2 separate regions of the Mus musculus genome follow, and region 2 is linked to region 1. A link is a contact called in public promoter capture Hi-C data. All regions are on one chromosome and are shown on one strand. The core of a region is the stretch at or near the end of the contact, and the rest is flanking DNA. Distances in the headings are between cores, read along the strand shown.

Region 1 (4,648 bases), core at 790-3,289:
CTCAACCGCCACCACCTCGTGACTTCCTTTCCTCTCTAGTTCCAAAGAGGTGACGAGTGTTCCCGGGACAGTGACGGGCTGAGGGGAGGAAGTGCTGCCCTGCCCAGCCCTGCACAGAGCCCAGGCCTGCCCAGTCAGGCGGCTCCAAATGGTTGTCTCTGGGTGCTTCCAGGTCACCCACCTGCCGCATTAAAGCTGTTGGAGATGTGTGAGAGAGGCTGCTGGCTTTATTCAGCCTCTCTGAAGTCTAGGTGGAGTTCACACCCACAGCTGCAGCACTCAGGTGTGGAGTCGAAGCTTGTGTTGCACTCAGTCATCACCCCGCCATCCGTCTGTCTGTCCATCAGTCGGCACTACAGCCAACTCTGCATGTTTCAAGGCATGAGCTGCAGTCCCTCCTCTCCTCTGCCTTTATGTGGGCTCTGGGCACTGGGCGTGGGTTCTCAGGCCTTTGCACCTTCCCCCGCTGGCCTCAGTGGCACTGTATCAAAACCGCATAGTCTCATTCCAGAACCTTCCAACACCCCACCCATTTCTCAGCACCTCCTGGCACACACGAGTCCACTCCCTGTCTGGGAGCCCACAGGATGTGGCCTTTGTGTCATGGTCCCTCACCGAGTCCCATGTCCTTCGTGTCCCTCCACAGTTTGGGCTTGTAAGAGCCTCACTCCTGTTCATGGCTGAGTAATACTCCAAATGGGGACAAGACGCCCTGGTGTGCTGTTCCTCCGTGGACAGATGTCCATGTTTCCTTGTGTTGGTTGCTTTCGGAAAGTCCCACAGGGACTGTGCACAGAATTTGGGTGGATTGGGCTTTTCACTTCCCCTGGTGACTGCCTGAGGGTGGACTCGCTGAGTCACAGAGAAACCGTGTGTCTGACTGGGGACAAGCCAGGCTCGCCCACAGCCACCAGTACTTCTCCTTCCCTGCCGGCTGCAGGTGGCTTCCTGTGACTAGCTTCACTGACTTTAGTGGCTGTTTTTAGTCCTTAATGTTACGTATATGTCTGTCTTATGGATGTGTGGGTGGTGCCCTGAGGGTGGTAAGGTCAGTGGTCACCTTGCCAGAATCACTTTTCTCTTTCTACCATGTGGTCCTCAGGTTTGAACGCAGACCATCCAGCTTGGTAGCAAGCACCTTCACCCACTGAGCCCTTTCTCTGGCTCATGTGGCCTCTCTTCTGAGCACAGGCACAGTAGGCATAAGGAAGGCATAGTTACCGTGGTGCCAGTATGTGGTGTGCCAGATCCCCTGGAACCAAAGATACAGGTGGTTGCTAGCCATCGTGTGGATGTTAGACATTGAACCCAGGCCCCTCTGAAAGAGCAGCCAGTGCTTTAACTATCTAGCCATCTCCCCAGCCCATCACTGTGACTGTCCACTGTCTTTATGTCTTAGACAGGGTATCCCTGCATAGCTCAGGCAGGCCTCAAACTCCCAATCCTCCTGTCTCAGACTCCTGAGAGCGAGGATGACAGAGGAGGGCTGCCGGGAGCAGGGAGTCCAGGAGTTGTGTGTGTTGCATGAGCTGTGCCTCTAAATGACCTCAAAGTCAGCGTTTTGTATGGGCAGGGCCATCCCCTCTGAGTGTCCCTGAGGGGAACCAGTGATGCCAGTGAGGGGTGGCCCTGACTTCTGCCATGTTCATGCTGGACTGAGGTTTAGAGGATAGGTGGGCAGAGTGAACAGTCACAGGAGAAAGGGACTGGACAGGAAGGAAGGGCCATGTTGGTCTGTTGTCCCTGAGCCCTAAGTGATAGCAGCCGCCAGCACAGAAGTGTTGGCTGCCAGAGCCAGGAATGGAACCAGCTGTGCAAAGGTACTGTGAGCAGACATGCTGGCTTGGGCCATGAAGGGGCAGCATGCGTGGCCCAGGCACCTGGGACGGCCCAGTCATATGTAGGCTCTGCCTAGGCCAGAACGGAACACCCTGGTGGAAGGAGTTATCAGAAATGCAAGGACCTCTGGGGAATGGGTGATTTGGACTGGGAGCCTCCGCACCCCAGGCAGCATTGGACCTTGGTCCTGTTTCTCCCACAGTCCATCCCATGATCCAGGCTGTGGTCTGGCTTCCAGGCCTCTCAGCACTCAGCGCTCCACCCACCACTGACACAGGTTTTCTTGAGAACATTAACTGAGGTTCTGGGGGCAGGCATCTGTGCAGGCCGGGTGGGTGAGACCCTGTTTCAACACCCTCCTGTTGCCCACACACCACAGGAGGCGCCGTCTTCCTCTGTAGCCCAGGCTGGCCTGAACCTCGTCAGCCCTGCCTCGTCATCTCGGGTGCTGGGATGGCGGTTGTGAGGCACCATGCCTGAGTTCTTCATTTCTGCCTTTCTGAGCTGTTGGGTCAGCTCTGGTGCATTGGGACAACACTCTGGGGCCATGGAGTCCAAGGGTCCAGTGCTGGCCTGCTATCCCTGGCGTGCGATAAAGATTAACCCACAGAGAGCGGGAGCTGTTGCTCTTCCAGGACTTGGCAGATTCTTTCTGTGGCCTGTCCCATTGTGTCCCAGAGTGCCGACTTCAGCAGCTGCTAGGATCCAGTTTTTTGCAAGTGCATGACAGAGTGCGCACAGCCATGTGGCATCCTGCTTACCAGGGCAAGGTGGTCATCTACGGGCACCCCGCAGCTGCCTTAGGAGACACTATGTCGCTGAGGGTGGCCCTTCTTAATTGTATGGCATAGATTGTCTCCTGGTTCCACTACCTATACTTCCCTGTGCAGGGATGACCAGCCTGCCACAGCCCAGCATTGCTGTTGGTGTTGCTGCAGTGATGCTGTGTAGCCTTCGTGACCTCTGCCTCCTCTTGTCCTCCTGGGTTCTGGGATGATGGATATACACAACCAGGGCTGACCCCTTCCCTTACTTGAGATAGTCTTTCTCTTCCCCTTCCTCCTCTGCCCCTTCCTTCTTCCTCCACGTCCTCCTCCATCTCCATCTCCTCCCCCTCTTCCTCCTCCTCCTCCCCCCCCCCTCCATCTCGGCCTCCAAGTCTTACTCTGTCTCCTCCATCTCTTGTACTTTCTTTCTCTTTCTGCAGTTCTGAAGAGGCCAGGGTGCGGTGCGTGCCCTGCAGTGTCTCTGGAATGCATAGTATCCAGTCCCTCAGCAGTTTGTTTCCGGTGCAAGGTTTCAGAGGCCCACGTAGGTCAGGTTGTTCTTGACATGGGACTAGATCACTCAGACGACCCTAAAGTCCCTTAAATTGGCTATAGCAGAAAGATCAGTAAACCACACAAATCTGCTGCATGCCCACAGGTGTCCCCAGCTCCGCAGTGGTTCCAGGGTGACAGACTCAGGAGCATGGTGATGTGGCCGGCCGCCTTCTGGACCTGTTTGTTGTTGTTCAGGAAGCTGAGTTTTCTCTCTCGAGCTTGGAGAGAGCCCCTGGCCTGTCCCCTCACACACTGCAGAGGTGGGGGCGGGGTCCAAATGGGGACCTGCTGCTGGGGCCATCACCTGCTGGGTCTGCAGGCTGTGAGCAGATGGAAGGGGAAGTTGGTAGGTGTCTTCGAAACTTGGACACAGTACCCTGATCCTGGCCACTCAGAGGCCAGGGACCAAGCTCTGTGACAGATGGAGTCTGCAGGTCCCATGAGGCCTGCGCTAATAGTGATGTGTTTACCTTTGTGGACACTTACGTCTACATTTTGATTTTGGGATCTCGAGCTATAATTGGTAGACTGTAGGGATCACTTGTTTAAGATATACACACCTGTGTGATCTTCAGATTATACAGCCAGGTAATCTACATAGTTCCAGAACATCACATCCCTCAGAGAAGGCCTTCTGTGTTTAAGGCATCCACCAACGAACACATGCGTTCCCCTCTGTGTTCTCCCACCCTGGGTGTGACCTGTCATGGATATTGTATGGCTTTCTTGTTTGGGTCCCCTGTGTTGCTCCAGTGTGTGGGTCACCGGGACAAGGATGCACTGTGCAGTATGAGAGCAGCAGACCATTCGCTTCCTTTTTGAGGTCTTCGCACAGCCGCCATGTCTCTGTCCGTTGCTGCTGCTGCTGCGTAACAGGCACCTCCGATGTGGAAGCCCCACACCACACTCGTGCATGCACCTACACAGATCCCCATGCGGTGTGTGATGCCTCTCTTGGGTGGCCAGAAGTGGGATCATGTCCCAGGCCTCTTTTCAGAGACAGACAGGTCACCTGTACATGCAGCATGGGAGCCACCATCAGCCACTGGGCCCTTCACAGTTGAGCAGTGTGGCTGTGCGGGGGATGTGTGAGGGTCTCGCTCAGCAGTGGGCAAACCTTGCAGGAGTCTGGCAGAAGGAGCTACGGAGAACACAGCTGTGCCGGGGCAGGATGGAGTAGGGCAGGGGCCTTTGTTGGCTTGAGGAGGCAGAGAGGAGGGAATCAGGGAGGCAGCAGGAAAGGAAGTCTCGGTATAACCCAGTCAGCAGGCTAGCATGAGCTCATGGATAGCTCCCACCTCTGCTGGCCCCAGGCCTTGCTCTCTGAGGCAGAGTGGTGGCAGGGTCAAGGGCCTGTGATCTCCCTGGCTATAGTTTCTGTTTCCTGTCCATTCCAGCCCCTTTCCTTTTTCCTGTGCCCAGACCTCTCTGTCCCCCCATTCCTGTCACTCTAGGATCACCTGTAAGGAATGTCTGCAGGTGATGGG
Region 2 (4,648 bases), core at 1,065-3,564, 100 kb after region 1:
TGCTGGGGTGATGGCCTGCGGCCTCTGCGGGGAGGGGACATGACAGCGCTAGGTATGACGGGCCAAGATGGGTGGTCAGGGAGGAGGGGCCTTTGTAGGTTCAGTAACCTTAAAACACCCAACATCTCCCAGAGCGGGCCATCCAAGATAGCGACAGGGTGGGTGCATATGGGGGCTGTGGAGCTGGGGCTGGGCCCTTGCACCCCATCTTAGTGTTTATAGGTCAGTGAAGTACGCATAGCAGATGGGGGACCCCAGCCATCAGTCCACCCTGTCACCCCATCACTCCCAGAGCCCTCCCACCTGGGGTCTGAGTGCACTTCCACCAGCCTTCTTGGTCCCTGTGCTGGGCCCCACGTCATCAGGAGGGTCAAAGTGCAAAGGGGGTACCCCCCTGCAGTGGGGTACCCCAGGGTGGGTCTCCAGGAAGTAAGGCACTGGCAGAAGTGTAGGGGGACGGCGCATAGCCCCAGCCTGGGTTTTCGGGACACCCAGCTCTAACCCCCCCTGGGGTCCCATCTCTCTAGCTTGGAGGGCGCGCAGTGATGGGGAGCTAGGGTACACGGAGACAAGGGTGGGGTGCCCTGGCCACTCTGTGTCCCCGATGGACGAGGTGGACGGCGGGTGGGTGGAAGGGCTAGGCACTTAGATCGCGGCACCTCCCGCCTCCAGGAACCTCGGCGTGGGGGGCCCCCGGTTCCCCCACCTCTGTTTCTCAAAGTGCTGATACCTTCCATGTGCGAGAGGAGGCCGGAGGGTCGGGAGCTGCGTGGCCTCTCATGCCGGGGTGGGGTGGGGACAAATTGCATAGAGAGATGTGTCCTTCCAAATGAGGTCCGCAAGGAGAAGGGGCCAGAGGACCGAGATGGAGGCTGGACGTAGGACCCTCCCAGGGGTCCCAAAGTACCTGTATGGCATGTCTGTCCCCAGCAGGGCCAGCGCTGGGCGGCTCCCTCGAGCCTCTTCTGCCCACCGTGCGGTCTGTCCACCTCCAGCCTCCTGTCTTTGGCAAACACTGTCGGTAGGGACGGCCGGAGGTCCCCGAGGCTGGCGCTGGTGGCTGGCAGCAGGGGTCTGGGGAGAGGTGGCCTGGCTGGGTGGCCCACCCCGTCCATTCTGCCCATCTGTTGGTGCTGGGCGCAGGTACCAGGCCAGGATTGCCTGGTCTGTGGGTGATGGCAGAGCCCTCAGGGCGCAGAAGGGCTGCAGGCAGCCGTCCATCAGCAGCAGGTGCCAGAGACCCACAGCTCCCATCTGTTGTCATCTTGGTTGGGAAGGGTTTGTTTTTTTTTTCCTGTTTGTCTTTGTCCTTTTCTCCTCCTGTCTTTTCCATCCAGCTGGGAGTCCGCAGGGGGCTTCTCACTCCATCTAATTTTCCACCAAAAATGCAGGCTGGGACTGTCACCCTGGGACTCCACCGGTGATGAAGGAGGGATGGGAAGGCAACCTCGGCTACCCCAGGTACCAGGACTGCATGGTCGGCAGAGAGATGGAGACAGAGAAATTGGGTGTCAGGAAAGCAGCAGTCTCTTCCCCTCCCCCACAACACATGGACTCCTTAATCCCAGACCATAATTCCAGGTGTGATAGTGGCCTATGTCCTCCCTTCACCTCTGCACAAGGCTGCCTGGCAAAACAGAGGAGGCCGGCAAAAAAACGGGCGGCAAAACGGCAGACATGCCCCTTTCCTGTTGGTGTTGTCTGTCCCACGTGATACTTAGTTTAAGTATATCCTGCATGATGTCAGAGACATGTGATTACATTCCACGTGACGTTTGGGACTGGCCTGAATATATTAAGTCTGTGGGCATCTGAGGACCCTCTTTGCTAACTGGACTCCGGCCCTAAGCCTGAGAAAGCACGTGTGTGGGCAGCGCTGATCATGGTTCAGTAGTAAACCAGGCTAGCCTAGAACTCACTGTGTAGCTGGGATGGCCTTGAGCCTTTCATCCTCCTGCCCCAGTTTCCCTAGTGGCAGGATGATGGCCGGCACCACCACACTGGCCTGCCTTTTCAACAATCATGCCCTTGTCCCAGCTAGAAAGTTCCTGGCTGGCCTCAGAGAGTGGACAAGACCAGCTTGGACATGTCCCAGTCCGGTTCGTCTCCAAGACTCCTGGGGTGTCAGTGGAGCACTGTCCTGGGAGTCCTGTCTAGCCTGGTGCCTGAGAGTGGATAGGGCGGGGGTGGGGTAGCGTGGTGCGCAAAGGCAGGGGTGGGGCTGCCTGCAAAGTAGGCGGGGCCTGTAGTGCCTCTCTCTCGGCCCCACCCTCAGCCAAGTTCAAGCTCCTGAGTCCCTTAGCTCATGTCTGGTTTCCGTTGGCAACCAGACAGGGTGGGGTGTGACCCCGCAGTGTGCTGGACCGCGGTGCTAGCATCCTAGGCAGCGAGAGGGGGCTGGAGCCTCAGACCCCCGGGGGTATTTGTGTGCGTGGGTATGAGGGGCCTTGGGGGAGGGGGAGAGAACAAACCGGGGAACCCGGCAGCAGGGAGGCCAAGCCAGGAATAACAATGTAGCCAGCCAGGAAGTGCTGACTGGGCGGAATGAGCAGAGGCCCAGAGCTGATGTGGGGGCTGGGGGAGGGGAGAGCCCACACTGCAGCCTCCTGATTTCCCTGGTGGGGGTGCAGATCTTGTCCACTCCACAACTCCTCCTCACTCCACCCTATCTATTCTCCTTCCCCCTAAAACCTTCTGTGGCTCCCTAGTATGGCCGGGGATGAGGCCAGCATTCTGAGGCCAGCTTCCCCTTGCTTAGCCCACAACATTGCTTGGTCCTCCACGGAGCAGACCCGGTCACTGGGTCACTGTGTTGTCTTCAGCTGACAATGGCAGATGGCCTGGCCTCAGAAACCCTGACCCAGAGGAGGCCTAGGGAGCCTCAGATATACCGACTAAAAACTCCCTGATTCTAAATCCCAAGGTCACCTGCCTCAGTTTGTCAGGAATGGATTCTGGTTTCGTGGGAGGGAGGGCTGGGGGGAGAGGCAAGGGCGGAGAGGAAGGAGTGAGGCGTGTATGTGGGTCTAGAACATTCCCAGCAGGGTGAGGGTGCTGGCCATACAGGGATGGGGAGTGGGGTGGGGGTGGAGGTGGGGGTGGGGCTGGGCTTGGGAGGCTCCCACAATGAAGGCTGAAAAAGAGACAGCCCACCTGGGCCCTGGCCTCAGTCACAGTCAAGGCTTCTTGAGCCACTGAGAGGAACCTGGACAGCTATAGAGGGTCCCAAGGCAACCTCTGATCAATGTGAAGACAGAGGTGACCACCCCTTGCCGTGTCCCACCGCTATGCATCCACAGGCAACTTGCCTTCCCTCTCTAAGCCTCTTCTGGAACACTAGCTTCCTTCTCTTCCTGCTCTGCGCTCTGCCTCCCAGTCATCCTACCTTTCTGCTCTGCCTCTTTGGAGAGGAGGCTGGAGAGCACGGAGAAGTCCTGGCCTGCAGTGTACTGTGTGACTCTGGGCTGGCTGCCTCTCCTCTCTGAGCCCCAGTTCCCCAACTAGAGAAATGCACCCCACCCTGGGTGCTCTGCCGGGTTGGGAGCTATAGAGTGGCAGATGGGGTGGAGGGAGACAACACACCCAGGGGGGTGGGGCTCAAGGCCCGGGGTGGTGGGAGCGAGAGGCTGGCTTCCTATGAGTCCCTGCCAGGGCTGTGGCCAGCAGGCCTGCTGTCCCTGACCCCCCAGGCCGGCCCCTCTTCCCCACCCCCCCACCCCCCAGCCGGCCTCTCGGCCTCTCGGCCCCTACCTGTCCCGCAAGAGGATCCCTCCGTCCTAATCCCACAAAGGGACTGTTTGCAGGGGACGTGTCGGGCGGAGAGCAGGCTGTGGGGAGGAGAGAGACCAGAGCCCGTTAGCACCAGAGCATGGGGCCCAGAGAGGGTGTCTGCTGCCTGGGAGTCACACAGCCTTCCCTTCATACCCAGCTGCAGTGGCCTCGGGGCTGCGGCCCTCATCATCCCCCCAGGGGCAAATCTGGCCACTCCAAGAGCCTGGGTCCTGGGGATCCCGGCTGGGGTCCCTAGGTGGTGAGGTAGGTGGGGCACCAGCCTTGGGCTGAGGCAACGAATAAAATATTAATAATCAAAGGCCAGCAATGAATAATTCAGGGTGTTCCAGCTGCGGCCAGGCTGGCGGCATCCCGCACATGGTGCCATCAATAATTAAAGGCGTTTTATTTATTGATTCCCCTCGTGGAGTGTGTGGGGCGGATGGAGCATCTGCACAAATCTATTTATCATCTAGCTGACTTTTGATGATTTTTTTTTCCTGAGGCAGAGTCTCTCTCTGTAGCCCAGGCTAGACTTGAACTCGCAGCTATCTTCCTGTCTCAGCCCCCTGAGTGCTGGGATGACAATCCTGTGCTATGCCCCATTCTCTACATATCTCAATCTTAACCATCAGTTTGTCTGGAGCTGAAAAACCTAGGTGCCAGGGAGGAAAGGACCAGGGCTGTTCTTGTACCACCAGGGGTAGAAAAGGGGGGGTCAGCATATGTGGGGTGGGGAGAGTGGATCCAAAGGAAGACACAAGGTGGGAGAATTGGCATGACTGCGTCTGTAAAGTTCCTGTTGTATACCAAACAAAATCTCCACCTCTGACCACGCCCCCAGGTGATCAAGGAGAGATTCACGTGGAGGTGAGGG

Evidence for each region. Capture Hi-C pulls out chosen DNA fragments and counts their contacts.
Region 2: a contact with region 1 is called in a promoter capture Hi-C map of liver. The contact joins two enhancer-like sites. A contact is called at or near these places in 5 of 39 promoter capture datasets (cranial neural crest, neural stem cells, neutrophils and 2 more), 1 of 15 datasets of contacts at CTCF or cohesin (embryonic stem cells), 2 of 484 Hi-C or Micro-C datasets (B cells and the N1E-115 cell line), 9 of 115 datasets of contacts at active chromatin or transcription factors (the HPC-7 cell line, the SCID.adh cell line, embryonic stem cells and 3 more) and 4 of 9 other capture datasets (adipose tissue, embryonic stem cells, liver and 1 more).

What each region holds. Positions count from the first base shown.
Region 1 is chr10:81,298,047-81,302,694 of GRCm38.p6, forward strand. All of the region lies in intron 1 of Pip5k1c (phosphatidylinositol-4-phosphate 5-kinase, type 1 gamma), which reads left to right. It overlaps Gm16315 (a long non-coding RNA gene), which reads right to left. Exons shown (of 2, transcript XR_001779824.2): 2 at 3,655-4,359. Among named protein-coding and RNA genes, the nearest start is that of Gm16315, 3.9 kb to the right of the region's middle. Within about 2 kb of position 2,040, at least 25 of the 459 cell types and tissues checked have an H3K27ac peak or open chromatin away from gene starts, as enhancers often do. A contact at or near this core is called in liver, where this site is marked.
Region 2 is chr10:81,399,602-81,404,249 of GRCm38.p6, forward strand. It overlaps Nfic (nuclear factor I/C), which reads right to left. Exons shown (of 10, transcript NM_008688.3): 9 at 3,751-3,827; 10 at 1-1,470. The coding sequence ends at 3,777. Among named protein-coding and RNA genes, the nearest start is that of Gm16104, 7.6 kb to the right of the region's middle. Within about 2 kb of position 2,315, at least 199 of the 459 cell types and tissues checked have an H3K27ac peak or open chromatin away from gene starts, as enhancers often do. A contact at or near this core is called in liver, where this site is marked.